Linked DNA regions of Mus musculus: region 1 is linked to region 2. A link is a contact called in public promoter capture Hi-C data. All regions are on one chromosome and are shown on one strand. The core of a region is the stretch at or near the end of the contact, and the rest is flanking DNA. Distances in the headings are between cores, read along the strand shown. Region 1 holds the start of Adpgk (ADP-dependent glucokinase). Region 2 holds the start of Wdr61 (WD repeat domain 61).

Region 1 (2,700 bases), core at 103-2,602, 4.6 Mb after region 2:
CAGAGATACACATTTGTAATTCCAGGAGCTAGAGGGAAGAGGATCAGAAGTTCAAAGTTGGGGCTGGAGAGATAGCTCAGCGGTTAAGAACGCTGACTGCTCCGGGGGTCTGAGCGAGAAGAAAAAAGTGTCTGGGGACAGCTACAGTGTACTTACATATAATAAATTAATAAATCTTTTTAAAAAAAGTTCAAAGTCACCCTTGACAACGCAGTGAACTTGAGGCTAGTCTGGGCTAGTAACCAGTCTCTGGCCAGTTAACAGCTGAGAGCCATAACAGAAACACTTTGGATACTGGGGGTGGGGGTGGGAGATAACGTCCAAGATCAAAGCCAGGGAAACACATTTCTATTAACAAGTTCAAAAATTATAGACAGAGTAGAAAATTGGTCAGGAGCTAGCAGAACTAGCAAAATAGAAATAGGCCAGGCTAGATGAGGCTGAGAATGAACTGGACATCAAGCCTAGCTTTCCTGCCTCTTAACCTACCCTCTCACATAGAACCGTCACATCAAAGGAGGAAGGGCTGGATTTCTGTAGTATCACCCGGAACAACTAAACCAGGATTTAAAAACTCGAGTCTATAGTCCTTCCATACTGTACACATGATTGTATCCCTTTGCGGCTTACTCTGGGGTTGTTCAAAGGAACACCACCTCCGAAAGGGTTATCTAAGGGGTCTGAGTGTTAAATCTGATCTCTAGATTGAACAAGATCGCTTCAGTCTTAGCGGAAGCCTTTGACTAGCTGAAAATCTCAAGAGGTGGACTCCCCGTGCCCAGCACCACTAGGGTCTGAGCAGATTCCTCTCGCGGGAAGCCCTTCCCATCGTCGTGCACCCTCCGCCTCGCCACTGCACCAGACTTAGAAAGGAACCGGCCTAGTAAAACCATGGAGGTCAAACACTGGCGGAGGGACGGATTAAGAGACAACAGCGTGGCTCGTTGTCAATGGGAGACCGACTACTCTAATCGCGAGGTTTGCTGCTTCTTCGTTATCTGCATGTCTTATCTTACTAGGGAAGTAAAAGTATTCTCTCGCCCCCACCCCGGACACACACACACTCTATCTCAGGCTATCAGTGAATATCGGGAAGACGTGTACGGATTGGGAACCACACTACTGCCTTTGTTCATCCAAGGACAGAATCGCACAACAGCGTCGCCCAGCGCCAGCGCCAAGACTTAAACAGAGCGAACCCCCAACGCCAGCCCTGTCGTCGTCCCGCCTCCAGCCCACCCATAGCTCCACCCATAACTGGGGCTGCAGTTCCGTCGTAGCTCCGCCCATCGGGAGGAAGAGCCTGTGGCGCGCGGGTGTGACGTTACGCACGTCTACGTCAGCACGCGCCCAGCTGGGAGGAGGCGCGAGCCGAGAAAGGATCCTGTAGCCACCGGTGCGGCGGTGTGTGCACATGGCGCTGTGGCGCGGCTCTGCGTGCGCCGGCTTCCTGGCGCTGGCCGTGGGCTGCGTGTTCCTGCTGGAGCCGGAGCTGCCGGGCACGGCGCTGCGCTCGCTCTGGAGCTCCCTGAGGCTGGGACCCGCGCCAGTGCCCGTGGGACCTCTGTCCCCGGAGAGCCGGCTGGCAGCCGCTTGGGACGCCCTCATCGCGCAGCCCGCCCGGCGCTGGCGCCGCGTGGCTGTGGGGTGAGTGCCTGCGGGGCCTGCCTGCGGCTCTGGGCCTCCCCGGGAAGTGCGCGCGCTCCGGGGTCCGCCCGGGACTCGGTGGTGTCTGGGTTGCCCTCTGGGCGAAAGTGTCGGACGCGTGAGACGAGCCTTTTTCCGTCATCGCTGCAGGGATAGTCAGCATATTTCCACCCGGTTGGCCCTGCTCCCTGTAAAAGCAGCTCTCATAGCTTCTTAGAAATTCAACTCAGCCTGTCACTTGTAATTTTTGAGGTTACTCTGTTGTCTGTCTTCCAGCCCTTTTTTGCCGACTGTTCTCAGGTGGCCACGATGGTTTTCCTATTTTTTTAGCACTCTTCCTAACGTACTTAAAGCTAAATGCTTCTGTCTCTAGCTGTTGACTTTACGTCATCCGGTCTGAAGACCACTCTACTAAGACTGCTCATTTTCATATTCAACATTTTTTGTTAAGGATTCCTTACCAGAACTCTGCGCCTTTCGCGTTTAGCACGCCCTTCTCGAAACTACCTTCTTCCCCATACTAAGTGATAGTTCATATTTTTAAGGTTCTCTCAAATCACAGTATCTCCTTTCTTTGTGAAACTCACAGAAATGTATCCAATTTTTTTTACACTAACCTTAGTCCCTCTTCCAGTTAGGCTTGGCTTTCTTGTCTTGTCAAGGGCACTATGCATCAGCGAGTTTTTTAGTATGTTTTTCTTTAGGTTAGAGTTGGTTTTTTTTTTTTTTTTTTAAATGTTGCTTCTGTTGTTCCTTTTTGAACTACAGCCTCCTTGGCTGGTCTGGAACGTAAGTAGATCATTAGAACATAGATCATTATCTGATCTGTTTGCTTCCTTTTTCTTTCTTTCTCTTGTCTTTTTAGTTTAGTTTTATTTTTAAATTATTCTTCTTTAAGACAGGGCTTCTCTGTGTAGTCCAGGCTCTCCTGGAACTCACTCTGTAGACCAGGCTGACCTCGAACTCTAAGGACCAGCTGCTTCTGCCTCCCTGGTGCTGGGCTTAAAGACCTGGCTTTATCAGGTTCTTGATCATCTTTCTTGGAGCTATGTC
Region 2 (2,700 bases), core at 142-2,641:
GCTAAATTTCAACTAGAAATTAACAAATATAAGAGTGTGAATTGTCTTCTAATCCATGTTCACAGCCCCTCAGTTCCATCCTCACTTAACAGGCCGTACATACAGCTCAGACATCTGGGCTCATGCTACCTGCTTCAAATATGCAAACCAAAGACTAACAAATGTTTACCAAGAACAGAAACTCAGACAGACACATGATTTCTAAATAGTCCTGGCCTAAGAGATCTTAATCAGGTGTGCTGACTTGTGACTGTTACTGATTTGTGACTCAAGAACAGGACCTTGCCCAGACTAGAAAGCTCTCCTGACAATTTGGCTCAAACAAGTTGAGACACAAACTGCATGAAGACCAGCCCTCTTAGTGATACTGCCTCCTCTCTGCCCATACGAACCTCACACTTGGCAATAGAGAAAAACGACAATTTTACAAGTAAGAAGGTTTATAGGGAGTCAACTTTTAAAAAGCTACCCTCAAAATAGGGTGTGCAGTTCCATCAGGCTGAACCTTTGAGGACGTACTGCATCAGATCCTATTTTAACTATTATACAGATTAGCTCACTGAACCTTCCTTAACGCCGTTTAGTAGGCACTCTTACTAGCTCCGTTCTTCTGGCTAGAAGAGAGAGGCTTAGAGCAGCTGACGGAAGCGTAGGTAAATACACAGTTCCTACTACTAAGACATGTCTCATGACAGGTAATTTCAGAACCAAGAGAATCCCAAGAGGCCTCTATGCCATCTCTCTCTTTAGGAAAATTTCCAGTTATCGGGGCTGGATTTAAAGGTCCTTCTTCAGGCTTCCCAGAGACTAACCCATGCGTCTATGAAAGTTTCTCAGGCACGTCTGTAACGCACCATACCACATGGTACTTGAAATAAAAGGAACTCACTCTCTGCTTAGTGTTCAATGACGTGAAGCTTGCTACCTAACAGCGTGGCTAACTACTATAGGACTGGTATTAAGAGAGTCCTCTATCTAAGGGGAAACTACTCCCCTCCCCAGAGTCCTCTATCTAAGGGGAAACTACTCCCCTCCCCACCCCGCAAAGAAGCCAACCCTCATTTCCGGGATGCACAAAACATTATCTGGGAGCAAAATTAGTCCACCTATGGGCCTTCTGTCTGCCCTTGGGACTCGTGCCTCGCGGACTAGCCAAGTTAAATAGAGTCACGAAAGCCACCCTTGGACTCCTGGAGCCTCCGTGAACAAACCTGCTGTGGTGGCCTCCAACTCTCCCGGTTCAGTCGCCCTCTCGCCCTAGTAGGCAACAGCACCAAAGACCACCATTCCCCAACTCTGCCCAGCACACCAACTCACCACCGTACAGCCAGCCGCACAGCACGCCTGACGTCAGTGGAGCACGACCGTGGCGCTCGTGGATGAGCTAACGAAGGGGCGGGGCCTCTCCTGGGATGCGGGCGGGACCGGCAGAGCGCCCCCCTGCTGCCTTGGCGTGCGGGGTTGGGGTGAGGGTGGAGCCAGGGAGAGTGGGCGGGGAGTACCTAGGGCAGCCTGCTGCTAACAGGCTTCAGAAAGCTTCTCTGATGACTTCCCGGGTTCGTTTTTTCTTCTGTTTTTTTTTCTTTCTTTTTTTTTTTTTCCCCGCTTTTTCTTCGTCCTCTTTTTCTTTCCTTCTCCTTTCCAGCCCAGCCTCGCCCCCCATCTCCCACAGCAAAAAGCTCGAAAATCATTACAATAAAGGTTTTCTAAAACAACCTAGCTCTGTAATTTTTAAAGTGCCACATTTTAATATTGTTAAAAGTTGTGTGCACGTATGGGAGTGTGCACACATGTCATGGTGTAGAAATGGAGGTCAGAAGACAACTTGAGTGTCTTAGTTGTCTCTGTCACGTGGAGCCCAGGAATGGAACCCAAGTCATCAGGCTTGAAGGCGGCCACTTTTATCTGCTGAGCCATTCCCTATATATTTTTTTTTAATAGCGCATAAATTCAAACCCAGGATGTTGCCTATGCTAGGCAAGCATGCTCCTGCTGGCCTACATCCCAGCCATCTATTTATTTATTTAGAAACAAGTTCTCAATAAATTGCCTAGGCTGGCCTATAACTTACTCTGTAACTCTGTAGCATAGGCAGTCCTTGGATTCCTGCTTCTATTGCTTCAGTCTCCAGTATCTCTAGAGTGACAGGCCTGCACTACCAGGCCTGGCTATAACTCTGTCGTTCAAACTCAAAGCCGAAAAATACCTCAGAGTGCTGTTTCAAGATGCCAAACAGAGAACTGAGAGAATTCCAGTAGAATTTGGACATTGAATTATTCGTGTGCTCTTCAGTGACTGAATAATTATGATGTGAACTCCAGATATGCTTGTTCAAAGACTATATTAAACCCCTACCTTTCACCTCTCTACTGTCAGAGCACCAAGCACATGAGGTCATTAGCATGGTCTACTGTGAAGCAAGAATAACAGGCCTCTTATGTACAATGAATGTCTTTGACATGCAATCAAGACTATGAGTCCTGCCTCAGAATAATATTTATAAATGGATCAATATCCACATAGGATTAAAGGGAAATAATTCCATCAAAATAGCCATAAATATGCAAAATAATAACACACCTACCTGAGCTCAACAGATCTAATACCGTCTGTGATTTCAAAGTATCAATACACATACACAATGCTTTGAATTATCTTCAGTGGTTGTAATAAAATAGGAACAATACTGTGGTTTGATTT

Evidence for each region. Promoter capture Hi-C pulls out the DNA fragments that hold promoters and counts their contacts.
Region 1: a promoter capture Hi-C map of erythroid cells shows a contact between it and region 2, with 13 times the contacts expected there. The contact joins the promoter of Adpgk here to the promoter of Wdr61 in region 2. A contact is called at or near these places in 1 of 39 promoter capture datasets (erythroid cells) and 1 of 484 Hi-C or Micro-C datasets (CD4 T cells).

Annotation. Positions count from the first base shown.
Region 1 is chr9:59,290,220-59,292,919 of GRCm38.p6, forward strand. Adpgk (ADP-dependent glucokinase) reads left to right here and starts at 1,353. Exons shown (of 7, transcript NM_028121.2): 1 at 1,353-1,647. The coding sequence starts at 1,415.
Region 2 is chr9:54,733,158-54,735,857 of GRCm38.p6, forward strand. It overlaps Wdr61 (WD repeat domain 61), which reads right to left and starts at 1,392. Exons shown (of 11, transcript NM_023191.3): 1 at 1,318-1,392.